2 separate regions of the Mus musculus genome follow, and region 2 is linked to region 1. A link is a contact called in public Hi-C data. All regions are on one chromosome and are shown on one strand. The core of a region is the stretch at or near the end of the contact, and the rest is flanking DNA. Distances in the headings are between cores, read along the strand shown.

Region 1 (7,046 bases), core at 728-3,227:
GGTGGTGACTAGCCTGCCGAAGTGCCAAAACTAATCTCTTTCTCAGAGTAGCTGCCAGAAGCCATGCAAATTCTCCTCTGCACTCCCAGCCCTCAGGTGAACCCAGCGCAGGCTCTGTAGATGGAAAGAGCCGACTGGAAGATCCAAGTTCAAGTTCCAAGTCCAAGAACCATTCTCCAGGTCAGCATTGCCAGAGATGGGGGAGACCGCGTGTCAGCTGCCTCTGCTTCTCTACCACCAGTCCTGACTCTCTTAAGTTTTTTGTTTTTCTTGTACACTTTATTTACTTGGGGAGAGGGCATGTATGTGTCAGCATGAGGAGACAAGAGGTCAGAGGCAAACTGCAGGATGGATTCTCTTTTGAGAATCCCAGTACTGAACTTAGGACACCACACTTGGCATCTTCATCCACTGAACAGGTAAGCCCTGGTCCTGAAGTTAGAGGGCGCCCAAGGACGATGGTGGGACCCAGTGGACCGTGACCACAGACGACCGAGCAAATACAGAGCAGCTTTCCCAGGGCAGGGCCACCCTGCTCTGTGCCTGTCCTGAGAGAGCTCTTCCTGGGCCTGGCTCTGACACCCTAACACCTACCCTCCAGGGCTTTCTCCATCACTGCATCGCACCAGCAATCTCCTCACCAGAACCCACGGCACCAGCATCAAATGTGCTTGTCCCCATGAGAGAAAACCTACCCTCGTGTGCCATCCCTTCTCTACAAGGGACACTGTCAAACAATCCTCAAGTATCAAGCCTATTTAAAGTACTTGGGTCTAAGTTATTAGTCACAATAGTACTTTTTGTTCAGTTGGTGTTGATGTTGGTGTTGGTTTGGTCTTGGGTTTGGGTTTCTCTGGGTAGCTTTGGTTATTCTGGAACTCATTCTGTATACCAAGCTGGCCTCGAACTCACAGAAACCCACCAGCCTCTGCCTCTGCCTCTTAAGTGCTAGGATAAAAGGCATGCACCACCACTGCCTAGAAATATTTATTATTACTTAATGGCTGTACTGAGAAACACTGAGTGCTTATGACATAGTCCAGAGCCCACACACCCTATAATATCCGCTTCCTGGCCTTTAAAGAAATTTGCCGCCCGTATGCGGTCTGAGCGGCCTCCTGCAAAGGCCCACAAGTCACCAGCTCTCCTAGCAGCAGCCACACCCATTTTAAACGTACTTCACGACCAAGGAGAGACTTCTACTCTTCTGCGTAACTCGTCAGGCTTAACTCCAAATGACTCTGCTGCTCTTCCTCAAATTAAACCCAATCTCCCAGGACATGTTTTCTTAATAATGGGATACATTCTCTGAAACTAACCACCACAGGAGCGCTCTAGATAATGGAATTTTCCAGACTGGGGCTGTGGTGCTGAGGGCCGGGCAGTGAGAAAAGACACTCATCTGACAGCCCACCCCTTGAAATGTGGTACCAATGAGGGCGTCAATGCACCAGAGCTTGAGGGGACCAGGCAGGTGAAGACCAGAGGGCCGAACACCAGAGTGAGGCCAGCATCAGGGATTTCTCTACTGGGCTCAGGGAATCTCTGGATGGACATGTGCAGGCTGTGATCTCAGGCTTGTCCCAGAGAGCCGAGAGGAGGAAATGAGCACAAGGGTCTAACCTTCAGTCAGTCAGACTTCACAGCTACATGGCTTCATACTACAGACTACTCTATAATGAAAAGTTACTTTCTCTCTCAGCCTCAGTTTTCTCTCCTATAAAACCAGGGTAGAAATATACGTGCTATTTCCCCTTTCTTACTTCCCTAACCAAGTCTTGTGTAATTCATTCCATATGTCACAGAAATATTGTCAAGGCTACCCATTCTCTTAACCAAGGCTACCTATTCTCTTAGCCATCAAGCATTTTCCATAGGCCAGAAAGGAAAATAAACAAAACCTGTTTCCAGAGCCATGTGCCACTCGGTCACTACAGCCATGACATGCAGGTCACTTGTGAGTCTGATCAGATGCACAGTCACAGAAAGGGTGCAGGTCAGGCAGAAGCCACCTTCCTTATCCTCAGGGCACGTCCCCAAACCCTTATAACCTAAAATCGTGGGCACCATCAAACCCTATATATACACTGTTTTTCTTATCTGTGCATACCTATACCAAAGATCGATTTATAAATAAGACACAAAATAAGGAATCAATACCTAATAATAAAGCAGGAGCTTTAACAATATTCTGTAAATATTACTTCCAACTTACAAATTGTTTGGTTCCAAATTTTCCCCTTTCCTATTTCTGGACTACTTAACCATAGGCAGCTTAACTCAAAACACAGAAAGAGAGCCCATACGTAAGACTATCACAGACGCTCAGCTCCGCCTGACAACCCCTAAGGGAGCAAGCACTTCCAAGTGGCGCAGCAAAGCCCAGACTTAGGCATCACACAGCCTAAAGTTGAACCTCTCTACATCATTTTATGCTCTCAAAACCCTGCAGCCTGGTTCTCAGATGGCAAGGTTGCACCTGCACACAGGACAGCTGCCAGCACCAAGGGACTGCTGTGCACTGCGCAAGCCTTTGGCACAATGGCGGCCACAGAAGGAACAGCTACCACCACCACGCCAGCATGTGACACGGACACAGGCTCAGCTGCATTAGCCCAGACTTGACATCCGGTATTTTTAGAAAATCATCTCACAGCACACACAGTAAAGAAGGCAAAACAAACCCTCTTGTCAGAAGAGTCAAGAGCCAAGGTCTCGAGAGCCTACCAGAACCCAACCTGGAGGACGTGCGGGGCCCCATGTGCTGGAATGTATACCCTGGGAGAGAGGACTTGGCCTGGCCTGGCCTGCCCTGCCTCTCCTCAAAGCTTGGCAGGAGAAGCTGTGGGCAGCTGGCCATGACCAGAGCTGCAGGTGTGCCAGCCAAGAGTGACTGTCTGTACCACTCAATCTAAAGTCTTGACTCACTCGCACAGCATGGTAGGTAGGGCAGAATAAAGAGAGAATACAGGTGACTCATGAGATGGGGTGGGAACAGCTGAACAGCTGTCACAGGTATTGAGAGGGGCGACATCCTGGCCTAAGAAGTGAGCCTAACAAATGCTCCTGTCTTAACCGCCCCATGCTGGCTGCATGAATTATCACTGAAGTTGAGAAAACAGCTAATCACTGATCACATTGCCACTAGAGGCTGACCCAGGATCTCAGCTGGCTCTGCGACTCTTTGGTACCTAGGATCGCATTCCAAAAGATCCTTCTGGGGAAAATGAGGCCAGTGCAGGAAAGTCCTCTGGTAATCTAAAGGCAAGGAGGGCGGACAAGCATAACAGTGGGGCCCAATGAGCCAATTTTCACCAACAATAGCACAAAAATAGCGTCCACCTTTAAGACTCTGCAGAAGCTCTTGATGGCTCTCAGGAACATTCTTAAGGGTCCCATCAAGGAGAAAGGACAAACAAACAAAATAACCACGGGCAGATCTACACTCTGCTGAGAACAACTTAAACCTTACACTTCATAATTACACACAAAACTCAGGACATCTTTTGATCCGCAATTATCTTCAGGCTTAAAGGGGAAAAAAATGAGAGAAAACAAAACAAGAACCACAGCCAACCTGCATCTGCTCCAGGAGCCCCGTCAAGGTCTGCAGCCAGGTCATGGTCTGGATGTACTGCTCCGTGTTCATGATCCTGAGCTCGGAACGGAGCTCGGGGATGATCGCTCCAGTGCGCCAGCCGTGCTTGAGGGTCAGATCCTGACACAGAAATCACAGGGCAGGCGCTCCCTCAGTCCCCGCGGAACTCAACACCGCGCTACCTTTCCCAGACCAGGGAGGGAGCTACTCAATCACTCCCTCATTGTAATGGTCAGTCATTAACCAAGTTGAATTCGATGAATTACACTTAATTAGAACCAAACTGGCCCCGGGCTTTGACCATGTCACCCAGAGAAAGTTCCTGTTCTGGAAATAATGGCTGTGATTCACAGCTGCTTCAGAAAGGGGGAGGGAGAGGTATGGGGGAGGGGGGATTGGAACCACTAAACACGGTCTGTGGGGAAAAACAAAACACAACATGGTCTGTGAGATCAGGGTCAGGCTCAACTCAAATGCTCTGAATGGTCCTCATTCAAACTGAGTGAGGGGCCCCTGGAATCCTAGGTCAAGTTTTCCATGAGAAGCAGACTTATAAGAGGACCAGGAAAGGAGAGCAGCGGTACAGCATCTGCCTGGCTGCAATAGGTCCTGGCCTCAACCCTAGCATTACACATGTGTAGGGAATATCCTTTATTCAATAAATACTGCAGCACTCCCCAGACCTCTGGGGCACACCCACCAGGACCAGGCTAAGAAGCTGGGAGCATTCGGGCACACTCCGGAAGTTTTCTGACATTGATAAAAGGGAAAGAAAGCCCCCTGGCATTTAGCGTATCATAGTGCTTTCAATAGTTCTATTGAAATGTTTCTGACTAAATCTTTGAATACATTTCTAATTTCCATCATCTCAAAGAGAAAAACAAAACTATTTTTTCACAACTCTAATGTCTCCTGTTTTGTAAAAGGGAGACTTTCAAAACCGTGAGCCACTCTGAGTTTCTAAAAAACAGCGCCCCCCACTGGGGAAAAGGGCTCCTCACCGCCAGATCGCTGTAGATGTGGTCACCAAAATACAGTACTTTGGATCCTCTCCATCCAGTGAGCTTCAAAAATTCATACAAATTGCCCTGCAACAGAAGAGGGGTGCAGATCAATTACAGGTCAGAAACTCAGGAGCCTACAGTCTACGATACCTGCTTTAAAACTTGGAAAATTGTTTTTAACTCTTATGGTTTATTTTAAATATCAACAAATAAAGCTAAAAGCACACTCTTGGAAAAATCTTTCAGACTTTTCTTTGATGCCAAATGTACTCTGAAAAAAATGTCACTGTCAGGCATGCTGATGGTGTTCGACTTTAATCCCTGCATTCAGGAGGCAGAGTCAGGCGGAGGATCTCTGTGAGTTCAAGGCCAGCCTGATCTACGTATTCCAGGCTGGCAAGGACGACATAGTGAGACAGTCTCAAAAACAACAAAAAGAACAGTTCAGATTACATAAGCCCCTCTGCACTTATCTCTACACTAACTAAACATGCCGAGATCGTTATTCTATACAAATGCCTTCTAATTTTATTATAATTAACACAGTTGATTTCTCCTGCCAGTTCCCTGATGGTGAACATTCACAGCGTCACCTATTTTGTAAACAGTCTCGCAGAAAGTTCTGAGTCACGTCTAAATCTTCCGACTTGTTAGAAGTAAAATGTCTGAATTAAAACTAATTTTTTATGGCTTAGAGAATACACTCACTGCTAAATCCAGCAGGCCATTACAAACCCACCAAGAATGTTCAGTCAAGAAAACAGCTCTGGCATCATTAAAATGACCAGCCATGGTTCTAGCTCCTGACAGCCTTATTCCATGCCCAGGTATTTAAAACTGCACATGAAATCTTTCTCATCTGGAAATACATTGGATGAATAATAAACCAAGATTAATGCTCCTCAAAGAGACATCTCTGAGGTTTACTATTGACACTTTACATTTTATAGAGAGTAATGTTTTAAATGATATTTATATTTTTTAACAGTCAGCTTTGAGTTACTCTGAAGTTATAATCTGTCAGTCAAGGGGTCCAGCTGTTCCAAGCACCTGGCCAGTCCCAGTACCCACAACCTGGGACCACAAAGCAAAGCAACAGGAAGACACTGGGGAAGGCGTGGATACCTGCTTGTAAATCTGGCCTTTCTGCAGCTTGTGGATTTTATCCCAGAGTAGGACACCTTTCTCATTCACCTTTCGGAAAGGCCTAGCAACAGAAAAGGGAAATGTTACAAGAATAGATGGTAACAGTGAGAGCTCTCTGCTGCCCAAGATACTAAGTGGGGAGTCACTGAGAGCAGAAAGGATCTAGCTCTTGAACTCCAAACCCCACTGCATCCCCTGGCCCAGGTCACCCTCCCCATCCCACACGACACAGCCACACTGCATCCCCTGGCCCAGGTCACCCTCCCCATTCCACACTATACAGCCACACTGCATCCCCTGGCCCAGGTCACCCCATTCCACACTATGCAGGCCCCATTACAGACCCACTACACACAGGAAAACAAGAAAAAAATAATCCTAAGGGCCAACCACCCCTGGCAAGCACAAGCCCTTTAGTCAGGTTTCCCAAGGACCGCAGTCCTCAACCTTCCTAATGCTGCTGCTACTCTTTAATACTGTAGTGACTCTCAACCATAAAATCCTTTTTATCGCTACTTCATAACTGTTATTTTGTTACTGTTATGAATCTTAAAGTAGATATCTGATATGTGACTCTGTGTGAAAGGTCACGACCTGCTGCCCTAAGACATCTGGCAGGGCAGCAAGAATCTGCTTCCCAGGGCGAAGACTGCAGGAACACTGCTGCCTGCAGACATTATGGGAGGAACTCTGGCATCCTGGGTCAAATGCCAGGTAGAGGCAGGAGCAGTAGCTCTGATAGGCTGGGAGCAGAGCCGTCCAGTCCCTCACCCCAGGGCATAGCCAGAGGGACTCAGAGCATCTTTTGGGGTTGTTTCTCCAATCACAGAAATAGAAACTCACTGTAGGTATCAGAACCCACTTTCCCTTTTCTGAGGAACATGAAGATCATTTTGTACACTTTTATTTATATCTCTCTTCCTTTGATCCTGTCAGCAGCCTCTCCTGTGACATCGTAGTCTGAAACACATTAGCAGTAAGATATGCTGGCGACTTTTGCTTATAGCCAAGTTTGGCATCTTTAGTGGCTGTGTAACATTCCCTCACATGGATGTTCTGAGTAATGAGCCATCCTCAACTGTTGGCTTCAATAAACAACAGAGGAAAGGGAATGTCTCAGCCAATGTTCCAAACATCCAGAAAAAAGAAGTGGGGAGGAACCAGTGCTAGGCTGAGTCCCTCCCAGGAAGAGCCCAGGCCCGACCCCTCCACCTCGGATAAACCGTTCAGAAGAGTCTGGGTAAAGGGAGGCCCAGGCTTTGCAGGAACTTGGTGAGGGCGCTAGAGGCAACATGGCC
Region 2 (6,996 bases), core at 829-3,328, 110 kb before region 1:
ACACACACACACATATATACACGAAGGACAAGAAAAAAAGGAGAGAGCTCTCACCTGATTGATATTTTCAGAGCTATACCACGGTTTTTGTCTCAAACTAAGGAGAAGGTTACAATCAATCAGGTTCTGGTCCAGTAAGAGCAGGTTAGCTGTCACCACTGTGCCTGATGGTGCCAGCGAAATCCAACAAACTTCCCACAACTATCAGACCCATTTTCCAAGTGAGAAGACAGTGTCCCCACTGGGAAGAGACTAAGGTAGGCTACACAATGGCTAAGGTGGGGCTTGAATCCCCAGCCAGCCTCGACAGCTGGCACCCAAAATCATCCACGCATGTTTGCACCCAGGCTTCCTGCACAAAGCTAATCTGGCCCAGGCATTCCTGGCTCCTCCCTAGGTGGCTATACGCACCTGCACCTGCGTGGCCAGCATGAGATATCAGGCTGATTTTATGCATTCTCTTCCACAGCTGTGTCTGCAATGACGGCTATGAAGGAGATGGAACTCTCTGTTCTAAGAAGGACCCTTGCCTGGGATCGACCTCCAGAGGAGGATGTAGTCCTAACGTGAGTGTTGTTTCTCAGAGCCAGGTGCCCCAGGTTTTGTTTCACTTACCTTTTGTAAGTAGGCACAACAGGAGTTACTCTGTGGAAGTGAAAAGCAGTTCGTTAAGGTAAAAAAATAACCTTCCACGCTGATAACCTGCCATGCTGCTTCAGAATAGTGGAAGACAGTGACAGCTTTGAGCTTGCTTTTTGTACATGGGTGTAAGACAGGGGGTTGGGGGAGGGAGCAGAGTCGGGGAGAGGGAGGGGCGGGGGGGGACAGCTCGGGCAGGGATGCAGGGATGCTCTTTCAGACAGAGGAGGTGCTGACAGCTGAAGTCAGGGGTATTCAGCCAGCCGTGAAGGGCTTCTGAGGCACACTTTAGGCTTCTGTTTCCTGGCCAAACCAACCCAGGTAGGACCAGAGCCATCACCCTACACAGCCACCAGCTCTGCTGTTGTTTTGTGGCCTAACACTTTTAAAAGAAATCCTGAGGGAGAGACATCCCAGAAAGCAGTGCCTGATTCACACGCACAAAGCATGTGCAAAATGTCAGATTGCTTTTGGTTTTGTTTTGTTTTTAAATCTCAGAGTTTTTGAAATGGCACGTAAAGTAATGGGCTCTTTAGGACCTTTTCATATACACGTTGTCTTGTCTCTCTTCTTCCCCAAACCCCTCCCATCTCTTTGCCCTCCTACTTTGGTCCTCTCCCTCCCCTCCCCTTCCTGTCACAGATATTCCAGAAGTCTCTTCCCTGCACCCTTTCCACAATAGAAACAATGTAGGAGGCAGCCCTGGAGGAGGAGGGAGGAGGAGGGGGTGGGAGGAGCAGCCTACGACAGGAGAACACTGAGGACAATTGATGTTTATTATATATGTACATGAAATGTCAGGATGTAACCCATTAGTTTGTACAACTAATAAAGCCCCAAAAGAGGACAGTCTCTTTTCCACTTTCACAGTCCCTTTCCTAGTTTCATGACCAAGACATGCACAGGCCCACAAGTGACCTTTTCACAGGAATCACATATCAGATATCCTGCATATCAGATATTTACATTATGATTCATAACTAGCAAGATTACAGTTATAAAGCAGCAAAGAAATAATAATTTAATGGTTGGGGGAGTCACCACAACATGACAGGCTGTATTAAAGGGTCGCAGTGTTAGGAAGGTTGAGAGCCACTGCTCCTGTGGGTTCTTTACTTCTGTAAATCAACAAAAGCAGGCTCTGGCTGAATCAGTAACCGAGAGTGTTGAGTGCTATAGCCCTCAGCTGACCAGTCGCAAGCAATCTTGCTGTCGAAATCACCCAGTTGCTTTATGATGTTTGCACTCCATGCGAATGTGTTTCTAGAATACTCTTCCAGATCCTCTCTGGCTTTGGCAGCTGCACACAGCTGGCCTGTGGTCTCAGAGGTCTTACTTTTGCTCTTCCTCCTGCAGGCAGAATGCATCCAAGCTAGCACGGGGACATACAGTTGTGTGTGCCAGCGGGGCTGGACAGGGAACGGAAGAGACTGTGTGGAGATCAACAGCTGCCTGCTGCCTAGCTCCGGAGGCTGCCATGACAACGCCACCTGTTTATATGTAGGCCCTGGGCAGGTGGGTGACTTGGGGAAGAAAAAAAAGAGGAAGCAGGATTCCAGTTGTGACTTTTTTATATATATATCAGAACCAGAGAGGTGCTTTGGTTTGAAATTGCTATGGCTTTGCCCTCAGTTGTGGTAGGAAGAATGGGTTGATTATCATAAAGAGTCTGAGACATCAGTGTCACTGGGATGCCACCTTACATCTGTGGCCCCAGAGAGGTTAGCGACAGGTTAGTGATTTCTTCTGTGCCACAGAAAAGCAATCAATCTCACTATGATTCACATACAGTCAGAATTCAGTCACCTAACCCATGGATCACACACATGTATCCAGAACATTCTATAGATTGCTACCTAATTTTAACTGGCTTCATTTCATGAAAAGAAGCAGAGGCTACTGCTCGTGAATTAGAGGGTTATAGAAGAAGAGATATAGAGATACTGACTACATTAATATTTTGGCCATGGAAATGATAGGTCCCCACTCCCCGTCTTCCATGTGCCCTTTCCTCCCCCAAAACAGTATAGGCATGCTCCACCGAGTCAAAGGAGCACAAGGCGTAGACAGTAAGAACCAGGACCTCCCTCTCACACCCCTTTTGATGATGATACAGCTTCGCACGCTTGTGCTCTAAAGCCAGGCTCTATTAAACCTTCAGATGATTTGGTTGAGAAATGCACATTGCCCATGAGACTGAGCGCAATGTAAAGCCTAACCTTGCTTTCTCTGATGGCTCCAGTCATTCCACCACGAGCCTTCTGCTTTAGACAACACATTCCCTCGTGTGTGTCAGGAACTTAGATCATGCATGTCTTGGTTACTTTTCTGTTGCTATGAAGAGACACCATAACTAAGGCAACTTAGAAAAGAAAGCATTTAATCGGGGGCTTGCTTACAGTTTCAGAGCGTGAGTCCATGACCATCATGGTGGAGAACGTGGCAACAGGCCAGGCATGCTGCTGGGGCAGTAGCTGAGAGCATACATTTTATCTGAAGTTTGGAAGGAGGGAGGGAGGGAGAGAGGGAGGGAGGGAGAGAGAGAGAGAGAGAGAGAGAGAGAGAGAGAGAGAGAGAATATGAAAAAGAAAAAAAGAGAGAGAAACAGACTGAACCTGGTGTGGACTCTTGAAACTCCAATGCCCACCCTCAATGACATGCCTCCTCCAACAAAGCCACACATCCTCCACTAAGGCCACGCCCACTAATCCTTCCCCAAACAGTTACAGCAACTAAGGACCAAGCATTCAGATACATGAGCCTACAGGACCTTTCTCATTCAGACCACCACAGACCACAAAGGTTGCTACTCAGGCAGTGACAACCAGGGGAAAGTATGAGAATATATTTGGATCACTGGAAAGTCTGTTGGTTTTAATAGAAAATCCAATTACCTGTGCATTCCTGGAGAATGAAAAGTGACAGGGCCATGGAAAATTAAGTAGCGGCTCTCCAGAAAATGAAAGGTGGAATTGCTGTAGGATCCAGTGACTCAACTGCCCAAGAGAATTAAAAGCAGGGACTCCAAGGCATGTTTGTGTAACCATGTTACTAAGAACATTATTCACACTAATCTCTGACACATGCTACAGCTCCTAGATGAACGTGAAGCCTTTATTGGTGATACCTCTTAGATGAAATCTCTTTGTGTGTGTGTGTGTGTTTTATTTTTATTTTATGCGCATTGGTGTTTTGCCTATATGTCAGTCAGAAGCCCTGAAACTGGAGTTACAGACAGGTGTGAGCAGCCATGTGGGTGCTGGGAGTTGAGCCCGGGTCCTCTGGAAGAGCAGCCAGTGTTCTTAACTTCTGAACCATCTCTCCAGCCCCTTAAATGAAATCTCTCATGGACTCAATTCATAAAGGCAGAGAGTAGAAACACAGCTACCAGGGTCTGGTATGGAGATGGAGTTACTCATAAGCAGGTGCTTTTAGTTTGAGGAGATGCGGAAGGTTCTGGAACCACATCAGTGATGGTTGGACAGCAGCGTGAGAGTGCTTAATGCCCCTGAATTGTCTATTAAAAATGGTTACGACAGTAAATTTTGTCAGGTATGCTTTACCAAATTTTTTAAGAAGATGAAAAAGGAAAAACAGAGGTCTAAAAGAAAAGTTGAGACTCACACAACCACAAAGACTGTGTGAAGTTGCTGAGGTAAAGTTGGGGCTCACACAACCATAAAGACTGTGTGCTGCTGCTGAGGTAGGTGCAGTGTGATACAGGGCTCAGAAGTATGTCTGTCAGGCCCCAAGTTCTGCAAAGTCTCCTGGGTAAGGGGTGCCCTCCAGCACTTCAGCCTTCCTTACCCCTGCTCCCCTTTAGGCACAATAGATTAGAGAACATCTTGTGATCATGTCCACCAAAACCCAGGATTCCTTTACTCTTGTTGGCTCAAACCGAACACTTTCCCATCATTTCTCCTCATTCCCATCTCCTCATGCCCATGCTCATAACTGCAGAAATCAGGCCCTAAGGCCAGGATGCTCGCAAGAAGGGACAAACCCAACCTGAAGCTCTATAGTGGGAACCTGGGCTGAAGGAATTGACCATGTCTTGTTATATAAACCAGAAGAGGGAATGGTGGTATCCCGAAAGCCAAATGGAGTACATTTTCTAGAGAGGGACAGAGCAGATGCTGACAGACAAAAATCAAACAGACGTTTACATTTCTGCCCAATGTTTGACCCTTCCTGGGAACCACTGAGCTTGGTTGTGGGCATAATAAATAGCTAGGGTCAAGGCCCACAAGTCACCCTGTAGAAATGATCTGGTGTAAGGTGACAGACCATGTGAGCGACCAAATGCTAAACACCTTAAAACCGATGCCAAATGAGCTGACTGCTGCACTATTTACCCTTCTGATTCCTCTGACAGCAGCACCTTCACATGGGTCTAGTGTAAATGAGCTTTCCAATGAGTCCCCAGGAATCTAATCACAGAGGAGGCCACCATAGACTCATGCTCCTGAGTAGTGAGTTAATATTTGCTTCATTTGTGTTACCAGACTGCAGCTGAGAAAAGAAAACAAAGATGTCTTGGTGTCCATATGCATTGTCTAGGACTTACTATAACAAAAGTACCACAAAGTGGACAGCAGAGAACAATAAATATATTGTCTCAGTCTGGTGGCCTGAGTCAAGGTCAGCTGGTGCCTCCTTCTGAGGATACTAAGGAGAGAGATAGAGACCCTGTCCCTTGCTCCACCCCTAGCCTTGGGTGGCCTACTGGCCATCTTGGGTTGGGCCATCATTACCTAACTCCCAACTTCACATTTTTACAACATTCTCATTGTGCATACATCTCCTGTTTTCAAATAGATGCTAGTCCATTAGATTCAGGGTCTACCCTATTCAAATATGACCTTGTCTTAAGAAACTGCATAATAATTACCCTATTTCTAAATAAGGTCATGTTATAGAGTCCTGTAGGTCAGGATTTAAGCATGAATTTGGGGTCGAAGAACACACTTCAGTATGCACAGTGTCTATATTCTCTCCCACGAACAAGTGATAAATGTCCTGAGGGGAGATGGAAGAGAGAGGAAGTCTCTATAACATATTTAGGAAATCAAATAAACCCTGTCTACGATTGCCATCACTGGGTTGCAGTTGATTGGAAGGATTATTAGACACACTAAATGGATAATAACTTGAATATCTATGAATGTTGCTTTTAAAAGACAAGCATGTTTAGATCAAATATATGAAGGGTTAGGGTTTGGGGACACAGAGGTGCTGTTCTAGTAGCTGATGAGCTTGGGTTCCACCATGCACAAAGCATGCTTGGGTTTCATATTTTATAAAATATTGTACATGTGCATATAACATATATCCATTTGCCTTATAAAGCTTACAGAACAGGAGAGACTGTCAAAGATAAAATCCATACAACGGAAGTCCATTTGCTTCTTCCTACCACTGAACGATGTTCTATCAACCCTGACTGGGGTGTATATATACTTTCAAAATCCATCCTAAACAATTCTTCTGCAGTAATGCTTCTCCAGACACACTTCCTCACTGTGTTCCTCTCTCCTGACAACTCTTCTCCAGTAAGACACACTTCCTCACTGTGTTCATCTCTCCTGACAACTCTTCTCCAGTAAGACACACTTCCTCACTGTGTTCCTCTCACCTGACAACTCTTCTCCAGTAAGACACACTTCCTCACTGTGTTCCTCTCTCCTGACAATTCTTCTCCAGTAAGACACACTTCCTCACTGTGTTCCTCTCTCCTGACAACTCTTCTCCAGTAAGACACACTTCCTCACTGTGTTCCTCTCTCCTGACAACTCTTCTCCAGTAAGACACACTTCCTCACTGTGTTCCTCTCTCCTGACAACTCTTCTCCAGTAAGACACACTTCCTCACTGTGTTCATCTCTCCTGACAACTCTTGGACCTTTCCTGTTTACCTTTTAATGGATTTCTGCCGTCCTCTAGACTCATGATAATTCCCAGAACATCTGTCTTGTCTAACTCAATTGAAGAAATTCTTTTACATCATTTAAATGTCAAAATATTACTTTTTTATGGAAAACAATTAGGGAAATAAAACAGGAAGTTAAATCTGAGCTGATGTATTTTTTTCCTTCTGGCCTTTCTCATTGCCAGGTTGTTAGTTTCTTGTACACTGAAGTCATCTACTGCAGTTTCACTGGTTCAGTATCAGCCATTAGCATGAAATATTTCCCATTTTATCATGACACTGCCATCATCATTCTTTATTGATAAGCTGCATACAACCAGACCACAGAATATATATTTGAAAGTATATATTCTGCCCATTGGGCAAGTAAGGGTTGGAATACAGCCTGCACCCTGCCCACTGTAGTAGGGGGCTAAGCCCTCAAAGAAG

Evidence for each region. A called contact is a pair of places that touch in the nucleus more often than the background predicts.
Region 2: a Hi-C map of pre-pro-B cells shows a contact between it and region 1, with 2.4 times the contacts expected there. The contact joins two enhancer-like sites. A contact is called at or near these places in 2 of 484 Hi-C or Micro-C datasets (cerebral cortex and pre-pro-B cells), 1 of 115 datasets of contacts at active chromatin or transcription factors (embryonic stem cells) and 3 of 9 other capture datasets (adipose tissue, liver and pancreatic islet).

The regions. Positions count from the first base shown.
Region 1 is chr10:86,821,827-86,828,872 of GRCm38.p6, reverse strand. Nt5dc3 (5'-nucleotidase domain containing 3) reads right to left here. Exons shown (of 14, transcript NM_175331.3): 10 at 5,728-5,809; 11 at 4,600-4,686; 12 at 3,578-3,718. Among named protein-coding and RNA genes, the nearest start is that of Nt5dc3, 46 kb to the right of the region's middle. Within about 2 kb of position 1,977, at least 56 of the 459 cell types and tissues checked have an H3K27ac peak or open chromatin away from gene starts, as enhancers often do. A contact at or near this core is called in pre-pro-B cells, where this site is marked.
Region 2 is chr10:86,928,418-86,935,413 of GRCm38.p6, reverse strand. It overlaps Stab2 (stabilin 2), which reads left to right. Exons shown (of 69, transcript NM_138673.3): 24 at 470-566; 25 at 1,996-2,154. Among named protein-coding and RNA genes, the nearest start is that of Gm16271, 40 kb to the left of the region's middle. Within about 2 kb of position 2,078, at least 23 of the 459 cell types and tissues checked have an H3K27ac peak or open chromatin away from gene starts, as enhancers often do. A contact at or near this core is called in pre-pro-B cells, where this site is marked.